Linked DNA regions of Mus musculus: region 1 is linked to region 2. A link is a contact called in public promoter capture Hi-C data. All regions are on one chromosome and are shown on one strand. Each heading gives the region's core, a stretch centred on a gene start, on an enhancer-like site or on the middle of the called end of the contact. The rest is flanking DNA. Distances are from core to core; before and after follow the strand shown. Region 1 holds the start of Trmt44 (tRNA methyltransferase 44). Region 2 holds the start of Ube3c (ubiquitin protein ligase E3C).

The links. Promoter capture Hi-C pulls out the DNA fragments that hold promoters and counts their contacts.
Region 1: a promoter capture Hi-C map of liver shows a contact between it and region 2, with 3 times the contacts expected there. The contact joins the promoter of Trmt44 here to the promoter of Ube3c in region 2. A contact is called at or near these places in 1 of 39 promoter capture datasets (liver) and 1 of 484 Hi-C or Micro-C datasets (CD4 T cells).

What each region holds. Positions count from the first base shown.
Region 1 is chr5:35,573,139-35,578,308 of GRCm38.p6, reverse strand. Trmt44 (tRNA methyltransferase 44) reads left to right here and starts at 3,239. Exons shown (of 11, transcript NM_030208.3): 1 at 3,239-3,750; 2 at 4,115-4,229. The coding sequence starts at 3,264.
Region 2 is chr5:29,566,573-29,572,058 of GRCm38.p6, reverse strand. It overlaps Ube3c (ubiquitin protein ligase E3C), which reads right to left and starts at 2,817. Exons shown (of 23, transcript NM_133907.3): 1 at 2,479-2,817. The coding sequence starts at 2,544.

The sequences.
Region 1 (5,170 bases), core at 1,990-4,489, 6.0 Mb before region 2:
GACACATTTCAGTGAAATAGGAACTAAAAGATGGTGTGGTAAGACACGTAATCCCAGCACTTAGGAGGAAGCAACTGGGGGATCACTACCTCCACATATGTAGAAATGCACTGGGAGGAGTGAAGGTATTTTCATTCAAATATGTGTGCTTTTGTGTGTGTGTGTGTGTGTGTGTGTGTGTGTGCGTGTGTGTGTCTGTGTGTGCATGTGTGAGTATGTGTGTGTATGTGGGCAAATGTGTGTATGTGTATGAACATGGACATGGACAGAAGGGGACATCCAATCCCTTGGAGCCAATGACTAGTGTTTTGAAGCTGCTAGCTATTGATGTTGGACTCTGAGCCCCAGTCTACATGATTGAGTTTCAAATGTTCTTTTCTTTTGTGGGGGGTTTTTGTTTGTCTTTTCGAGACAGAGTTGTTCTGAGTGGTCCTAGCTGTCCTGGAACTCACTCTATAAACCAGGCTGGCCTCAAACTTGGAGATCTGCCTGCCTCTGCTCCACCAAGGCCAAGATTAAAGGCATGCACCATCAGCATCCAACAGAGCAGCATGTGTCCTTAACAGCTAAGCCATTTCATCACCTCCTCCCAGGAGTGAAGATATTCAAAAGAGACATTGTGCCCTCTAATTTGTCTTATCAGATAATAGAAAAGATGGTGCAACTTTTGAGAAAAGGCACAAATCAACTCTCTTTAAATCACGTCACTGAGCTCTTGCCATACCTTTGAGGTCAGAGGTGCCACAGTGAATCACTAGCTTCCCTGTCTCTTCACCACCCCCACCCCCACCACACATGAACTTTGCTTTCCAGACTCCGTGGATACTGACTTGTTGGTTAGCCTCCTCTGTCAGCTAGCAGCTTCTCAGAGACAGGGTCTGTTTAGCCCTGTACCTGAGTCCCCACAAACATGTACAGCTAACATTGATCTCTACCTGCTGTAGCACCACTAACACCTTCCAATAGATTAGCATTGCCATTCAGCAGGCAGAAGTCCTTTGCTCTAACTGGTTAGAGGCAAGAGGAAGCTCTTCAAGAACTGTCTGCTTTGTGGTGGCTTTTGTATCCCTTAGCTTAGGCTACCCTTGAGTTCATGGCAGCACACAGCATTAACAGCAGCCATTTGCACCCTCTAGTGTCATTATCTGTGTAAGCTTAAGGTTATGGGACCCTTAGTCCTACAGTGACAAGTGTTACAGCTCTTCTATAGGGTTAGAGTGTCAGAACCCCACAGCCTCACACTGCACCAGTGTTAACAGTTCCTGCATGTGGTGTGTCTGAGCCCCTTGACTCCCAAGTCCTGACAGCTCTGTGGAACTCTTCAAGCTCTTTACAGCCTTCTCTCCGTCAGCCTTAATTCCTTACTCTCACTCTTTAGCCCCACTGTATGATTTCTGCTCTGGCTGCCTCTCTTGCTATGACCACAGCCGCGGCTATTGTTTGCTACTGCTCCATTTTGCTGTCCTCACTGGTGTTGCAGCTGCTGCCGTCACTCTCTGTTACCACTCACCGCCAGCTCCCACCACCCCCTCTATTACTTCCAAACTTCCCTCGGCCACCCGTGCAGTCCCCGTTACTTGAGCAAAGCAGCCATAGTTGTTGTTTAGCTGCTGTAAAGTGCCCCTGGTTCCCTAAGGGACATAATGAAACCCAGGAGCAGCAACAAAGTGAAACTTTGGCCTACATGGGTGTTGCCAAGAGGTTGGGAGATGAGGTCAAAGATGCGTGTTTGGCTCTTTGGACCATTAGAGCAGAGGCATGTGGTTGTTGTGCTGATATAAAAACACAGCTTTGACCTTAAAGGGAGTGAGGGATAGCTTAGTCTGGAGACAAATATGAGTGACTATGGTTTAAAAACTATGTTCATACGTGGTGACAGTTTTTTTAATAGTAACAAAATCCATAAAGTAAGTATTTTTAAAATACAAGGATGGGTACCAACAGGTAGGTGGGTTAGAACAATGAGGGGAAATTGCTGGAGACATTTTTAGCCTTCATGTTGGTGGAAGCTAATAGTTTGTACATTCCAAAGGATTTAACAAATACTTTGTTTCGGACCTCAGGTAACAAAGTAAGAAATGAAAGACCCACAACGTGAGGACTCCCCCACGTTCTGACTCAGGAGAGGCGACACCCCAAAATCACCCACAAGAAACGGGCCTGTTGCAAAATGCAAGAGGATTTTTATTCAAGAGCGCTCTCGGGCCCACGGTCATACACCACGAAGGGGTAGAGGACCGTGGCGCCCCGAGTAGCTGAGTAAGGGGGTATTTAAAGGAAGAAACCACAACTCAAGGAGGTGGGAAGGGCATTGTTGGAAAATAACAAAAATACCAGTTAAGAGTCACAAGGAAGTGCAAAGTTACAAGAGTCACGAGGAATACCTGGTAATTGTGAGGGTTATTTTTCAAAACAGTTTCTAAGAGCCCCTAACAAAAGCACATTTGTATATGGCAATGGTCAGGGTGACTTTCTTTGAATGAGCACTCTTTGAACCCAGGAAGCGGGTGGGTAGAGGAATGTCGCTATCTGTTTTATGATTAGCATACCTTTACAAAGGCCACATTCCCAAGCCTGGGCCTAAAGGCCTAGAATTCTGTTTTTACTTTGTTATACTTTCAGAACGTCTGTGTTATAGGTTTCTTATGTTTTCTGATGCCAGCTTTATCTTTTGGGTTGGTAGGAGGTTACTTTCTGGCAAGTTAATGTATTCCAGTCAAAGAATTTGGAGTCAGACACAGGTGGGCAATGCATGGCTATAAAGGAGCTAAATAATCGCCCAAGGTAATGCTAGCTTTGGGTCCGCATTCCAATTCTTTACAATCATGAAGTTGTAGTTAGCCAACCAGCTTTGTAGAATCCTTCATATAAGTGTGGCTTTCTGCTGAGTGTATCAGTTACGTCTTGTTTGCTCAAGTAACTTCCTCTCCTCTCAGTATTATTAGCTTTGTCGTGAGAGGTGGAACCTCTGGGGGCAAAATTTCATTTAGGGGGCACGAATCGGATGTACCGCTTGGGAGCTCTTATTTCCAAGCAAGAAAGCAAGCAGAGAAGGGGTTGTACATTCAGTCGTTGAGGACCCCAGGAGGCTGTATCCACTGCGGCCCACACTCTGCTCCTCCCGCGTCCCAGGCTCCGCCAGCGGCTCCGAAGCTACCGCCCAGCAAAAAGGACAAAGGGATGGCCTTCCGGGTCCAGGCTCTAACTCCCGTGAGTCAATGCGCTTCCGGGTCGCGTCATCCCAACGCGCCGAGCGCGCAGCCATGGAGGAGCTGGGTAGAGTGCGGCTAAGCGATCCTGATGCCCTGCTACCTGCAGGCTTCTGGGCCGCCGTGACCGTGTGGCTGGAGAGGCCACAGGTGGCCAACAAGAGGCTGTGCGGCGCCCGCATGGAAGCCCGCGGGAGAACTTTGCGGTCCCACGCCCAGGCGGAGTGTGGACCGCGGCAGGGACAGGGACACGGGCTGGAGAGGGAACCCGGACAGGCTTCTCCTAAAGGAGAGCCAGAGTCGGGACCTAGGGCGAGCCGCGAAGGCACCGCTCCCGCGGCTGACCTGAACTCGCTATGGGACCGAGTCTCCCAAAGCCTCGTCCACGCCAATCCGGAAATGCTGGCCTTCCTCTGTGGCCCCTCGTTGGGTCCTCAGCCTGAAGCCGCGCAGGAGCTCGACCTGATTCTCAGGACTGTCATCCCGAAAGCGAGCCCGCACTCCCCACTCACAGAGCCGAAGAAAGAACTGGTAGTGCAAGGTAGGAGAGTAGTGGGAAGAGCGCAAACAGACTGAAAAGCGTTCGCTTTTTGAGACAGGGCCTTATATGGCCTGGAATTCGCTATGTAGAACAGGCTGGCCTCGAACTCACAGAGATACACCCGCCTCAGCCTTCCAAGTACTGGGATTAAAGGAGCGCCACACCACCCACCACCCAGCTCTGGCCTTGTATTGTCTAAGTGCTAGCTATAATGGTGTGTCCAAAGTGTAGAGCCCTCTCCCCAGTGCTGGACAGCCACTAAGGACTGGAAAGCATTACTCTCCTGTCCATCGCTGCTCAGTTCTACTTCCAAGGGATCCGTTTAGAGCAGTTATGACCTGATAGCCTTGTCTTTCCCCCTCAGATGTCTCCAGTGGGAGTGTCACCTTTTTGCCCTTGGAAGAAGATAATGAGGGGAATTTGGAGGTTAAAACGAGCAACGTGTATCAACTCCATCTCCATCACAACGAAGGAGAATGGTAAGAGCTGGACGCTGCTGTTGCACCACTATGTGATGCCCATCCCGGATGTCCTATCAGCAGTCAACTGGAAGATTCTGGGGTACAGAAGAGCCAAGGTCTTGTGTTGGTTGGCTGATCTCAGATGTATACTATAGTCACCACTCTGCTGGTTCCTGGCGCTGGTACTGGATTGGGGATCACAATGTAGCCAGAGTCCTTGATCTCTATATTCCATATGCCGGTAGGGGTGTACAGCAACTAGCTGGGGTACTCTGTTAGTCAGCTTTCTGTTGCATAATACCCAAGGGAGTCAACTTAAGGATGCTTGAGGGCCAGTGAGATGACTGTGCATAAAGGTGCTCGTTTCAAATCTTACAAGCTGAGTTTGATCCCTAGAGCCCACATGTTCTGTGAGCTGTCCTCTGTCTTTTAAACACACACACACACACACACACACACACACAGATATAGATGTATGTGTATAATTTTAAACGGGTATCATATTTTAGTTTGTGATCATTCCCTCTTTGGTTTTGGGGCCTGTAGTGAGGAACTAGGAGCATAAGGGACCATGGACAAAATCTGCCCTTAAAAGCCCACCGCCAACACAACTCCCTGCTTACTCCAACAAAACCTCACTCACCCTCTAAGTCCCCACCACCGCCAATGTCCCTTAAGCTGAGTGTATCTACGAGTTAGCCTGTTGATGAGGTTGGTCCTGTCATGGTCCAGTCACCTCCCCAAGGTTCCACTTTTAAACTCAGCTGAATTGGGGACTGAGCCTTCAACATAGGAGCCTTTAGGGGACTTTTTATCTAGACCAAATTCACATGAGCTCTATCCGATTATCATACTGCTATTTGTGTATCTTGGTCCAGAGTAGGGGGTGGAATATCCTGTCATAGTTTAGAGTCCCTCTTATAAAGTACAGGTTTGTCATTCAGTGGTAGAACACCTGC
Region 2 (5,486 bases), core at 1,568-4,067:
ATCTGTACTGAAGATTTCCTCAACTCACCCCTCAGAGGTTGAGACTCAGCTCACAGGTGGAAACCATGATCCAGCCAAGATTTCCTCTCCAGAAGATTGCCTTGGAGATCAAGGCACTCAACTAGGAAACCATATATGGGCACTGCTTGGCTAGAATAAAATAAATGGACAGGACCTATATACAGAGACAAAGTCAAGAATGCAACTCAAAGAGAATAGCTGACCTAAACTACCTTGGTACCGGTAGCATAGAAACTGGACAGTTTTTGACTTGCACATTTTATGAAATATCATCATGCCTCTCACAGGCTTTTTGTTTATTTGCTTTTCTGCACTTCGTTTCAATGGATTTTTGTACTTGCAATCAAACTGACTACTAAGATAGTCTTCTATACACACACAAAGCTACCAAATAAACTGTGCCATGAGGATGTATCCTGATTTCAGAAGCACTGACCCAGAGCTGGGCCTGTTGCTGCATTCCTGTCTGTGATTCCTGCACTTGGAAGGCAGAGGCAGAAGGACTGTACATAAATCTGAGGCCAGAGTGGGCTACACAGTGAGTCTGAGGCCAGTCGGATTCCAGTATAAGGTCCTGTCTCAAACAATATACATGTAGATAATGGTAGAACTGAAGCACTGGAACCCACCACACACCTACTTCAAACTTTCTACATTGTCCCTTCAAACCCATCCTACTACTTCCCACCTTTCTAGAGCATGTCAACCAATTCTGTGTTTCTGTATTAGCCTGAAAGAAGTACAAAAACAATTGAAATAAACAAACAAAAAAACCAGTCATTAGTACACCATAACTTTTCAAGGTTTAAATCTTATCTCCCCAACAAACTCCCCAATAAACTCATCAAGTCTTGGACTTTTCCAGCATATAGTTCTTAAAGATAATAAACATAAAAATATTCATTAACTTTGAAAAAGGAAAAGATCAATTTTCCACTAAGCTGAAGAAGGGAAAGATTTCAAATTATAATTTAAGACATGAATGAAGTATACTAGAATGGCCATTAATTCCAAAGACTCTTAATATCACTTACTGGCCAGGATCTGAGTCAGTGGTGCCCTCAGACTGCTGGCTGTAGGGTAGTGGGCACATCAACTCGGGAAGTAACGGGCAGTGTGCACCAGCAGAACACAGTGTAAGCAACATCCACCAAAGCACCCATGAAAACCAGGATGGGTTAATTATGGTTTTTTCAGGTCCTGAACTAACAGGGACACAGTGGGATGGAAGAATCTATCAAAGAAAGCACCTAGCTCAAGAAGCAAGGCACAGAGGCTGACCAAGCTTCATCTGACCTCGTTTGCACGAAGCTCAACGTTAAAAGTGACCTGTAGAAACTGGTCAGAAAAGCAGTTTGCTTGGTGAAGAACAATTATGGGTAGGATGGGACATTCGTTTTCAGGAGTGACCATTTACAAATGTGTGTCCAGATAAAAATCCTTTATAAAATGAAGCTGGAGCAAAGGCTCAGCAACACTGCTCTCAAACGTACAATAATTTGGGGGAAAAAAAAAGACAAAAAATTTTACATTAAAGGGCTAGGGAGATGGCTAAGCAGTTAAGGTCACTTATTGCTTTTACTGAGGGTCTGGGTTTTCTTCCTACTACCCACATGTCAACTCACAAGTGTCCTTAACTCCAGTTCCAGGAGATCGGAAGCCCTCTTCTGACCTCTGCGGGAACTAAGCAAGCCTGTGGTGCACATTACATACATGCAGGCAAACACTCATATGTATAAATTTTTAAAATAAAGCTTTAAAATTTCGCCTAATGGGAAAAAAAAATCCTTTTAACAACTCTAGGGATCCTGTCTGGATTCCGGGCTCGGCCTAGAGCATCACGGCCGATTGCCTTCATCCTTCAGACAGCCCCAAAAAGCCGACCAGTGTCAAAACCATCACCAAGCAAAGGTCCAAAAGCGACCGGGGCCTCAGGCCTCAGGCAGGCAAAACTCTGTATTGCTCCGAGTGGGGCAAGCTAAAGCGCGATGCAGATTACAAAGACCTTGTCCTACCTGCCCCCTCCCACTTCACAGGCACGAGGGACTCTTCCCTAAGCTGTTCTTGAGGGCAAGGCACTCACTCCAAGCTTTGTGAGGAGCGGGTATGTCAAGTTTATAGCTTGTAAAGAGTTCTTAAAGGGCGGAATGGGGGCGGGGGCACCTGCCTCGCCCTGCTGGACAGCTAACTGTGTAACGCCCCCAGCCAGACTGCCAGTGCACGTGCTTCCAGGTCAAAACTGCGGCCCTTGGGCAGGCGGCCGCGAGGTCGCAATGAATGACCCAGCCGCTCAGTCCGCGGCTCGACAGCGCTCCTCTGGAGCCTCCTCACAAACCTGTCAGGACTGCACCGCAGCCGCACCCGGCTGGAGCTCGCTCCACACCTTACAGCGGAGCAGCGCCGCCTGGGTGCTGTCAGACCCGGGTTCGGTTAACACCTCGGGCCGCACCGCCTCACCTTCCTGCTCGCGCCACCGAGAGACACTTTGGGCCTTGTCTTGAAGTCGCCTTCGAAGCTGAACATCTTCGCCGCTTATCCCATCTGCGCGGCCCGGCAGGCAGCGGAGCGGCCGGGGGCGGGCCCGGCGGGCTGGGCGGGGCCCGGCAGGGTCGCGGCCTCGCTGTCCCGCGCCGCCCCCCCCGAGGCTCAGCGCTCTCCGCCCTGCACGCGGGCGCGAGCGCGGCGACGCTGGAGGCCGGCCTGTCCCCGCTGCTTATTTATCCACAGCGCGCCACCGTCAAGCGAGGGACGCCCCGACTCGCGCCTGCACCGCGCTGCCGTAGGTACCAAGATGGTGACCGCCCGCACTGCGCGCGCGGTCCCGTGAACGTGCGCGGTCATCGACGGCGCGGCGCTCCTCCCGGCAGCCCCCGCGAGCGCGGGCACCGACGCCAGGGCCGCCATCGATAATACGGTGCTCCTCCCGGCAGCCCTTGGACTTGCCTGCGTGCGCGGCTCCGCGGGTGCAACATCCTTCCGCGCGTGCGTCATGCCACCAGACGATTTCCGCCGCCCGCCGCCCATTGACGCCGACCGGGTCGCGCGCACTGCTGGAGACCGGAAGCCCTGCATAAGAGGCCGCTTTCACCCTCCAGCTAGATGTGGGGGAACAGGTTACTAATGCAGAGACTCTACACCATGACAGACAGAGACGAATAATATATGTTATACGAACAAAGGTATTCGTGAACACACACCATACAAATACACAAATGCACACCAACAAATGAAAGTTATATTCATATATATATTCACATATTCATATATATATATATAAATGCATGCCAAATGTATAAATGCATCATAAATACATAATGCACAAATATACCCTATCATATATCTATACACTTATGCATGTTTAATATATGTATGTACATGTATAAAAACGTGCTATTACATATACATAAGCACAAACATAAATATACACAAAGTAATGTAAATGAATCGATGTCATATACAACATATATACATACACATATGTCATACAAACCAACATAAATATATATCATGTATGCATGCATATATACACATATACATATGCATAAAACAGTATGCATATACATAGAGTTTAACACAAATACATGCCATGGCATGCATAAAAAAAATATATATTATGCATATATGTCATGTACATGCACAGTATTATATAGTATATGCTCTGTGTACATACATATATGTTATGTATATTGTGTATACACAAGTATATATACAGATACATAAATATATCACATACACATGCATTACCATGTGCACATGATAGAAGACATCTTGTTTTGCTTTGTTTTTGTTTCTTCTTCAAAAGATTTATTTATATGTATGAATATTTGACCTGCATGTATATTACGTGTCTGTGAATTATGTGTGTGTGCTTGGTACAAGACAGTGCATTGGATCTCTTGGAACTGGAATTGCCATGTAGGATCTGGAACTGAAACCAGTTCTTCTGCAACAAGTGCTCTTAACTTATGAGCCATGTCTCCAGCACAGTTTAATTTTTTGTTTTTGAAATAAGGTCTCACTGTATAGCCCTAGCTGGCCTGGACCTCACAGTGATCCTCTATCCACTGCCTGTTAGTGTTAGGATTAAAGATCTGTACCACCATACAAGCCAGTCCTCTTTTTAATTAAAAAAATGTACATTTTAGTTTACTTAGTGTTTATGGGGTAGGGTGCATGCCATGATGTGCATGTGGAGGTCAGAGTACAACTTGTCTCTCTTTCCACTATATGGGTACCAGGAATCAAACTCAGGTCATAAGACTTGGTAGCAAGCAACTGGTACTTTTCATCTGTTCTATCATTTTACCAGTTCTCTCTCTCTCTCTCTCTCTCTCTCTCTCTCTCTCTGTCTCTCTCTCTCTCTCTCTCTCACTGGCTCTGTGTGTGTGTGTGTGTGTGTGTGTGTGTGTGTATGTACACATATTTGAATGTCAGAGGATAATTTATAAGAGTCTGTTCTCCACTACCAAGTGTATTCAAGAGTGTGAGTTCAGTCGTCAGGCTTGATGGGAAGCACATTTACTGCTGAATCATCTTGCCAACCTCAAGTTTAGTGCTGTATTGGCAACAGTGACAAGAGCCCCAATATTTTTGTAATTGTTTGAATAAATATGTAATGACTAAAAGGCCGGGGGAAGAGGTAGATCAAAATCCTATAGATACAGATTCCTACTTAACAGATGGTGTGACATTACTACACACTAAGGAAGCCATGGAGACAGAGCTCTCATTCTATTGAGAATTCAGAATGAATGCAGAACTACCTGCAACATGCCTTGGCAGTTTCTCTAATAAAGATTTTTTTGTTTTGTTTTTTGTTTTTTGTTTTTGTTTTGTTTTTCAAGACAGGGTTTCTCTGTATAGCCCTGGCTGTCCTGAACTCACTTTGTAGACCAGGCTGGCCTTGAACTCAGAAACCTGCCTGCCTGTGCCTCCCGAGCGCTGGGGTTAAAGGCATGTGCCACCATGCCTGGCTCTAATAAAGATTTAAACACAAATTCTTACCATATGAACTAGCAATTGTCCAGGAGTAAGGAGGGCTGTGACTGAAACCACACCTGAACATGACACTTGCAGCAGCTTTGTAATTGCCCAAATCTGGAAACAACCAAACAGCAAAAGGAGAGTAACTATTGTACAACACCTGAGATGGCCTTTGAGAACAGGATTTTACACTGATGAAACACTAGTGCCCAAAGGTCACACTGGTACCATGAAATTCCATTTAGAACAGAGCCACGGTATGAGAGTTGCAGGCAAGGTAGAGGAGAGCGCAATAGTCTCTGGTGCCAGGAAAATCAGTAGTTGTGATAGTGGTTGCACAAAAGTACACGTGACAAGGTGACCCAAGTCAGTTTGGGTGACACAGAACTATTTGGAGGAGACATTGAATGTGTTGTTATCTTGTTTGTGGCAGTGATACCATTGGGTGTATACTCAGAAATAATCAGTACACATTAAATACA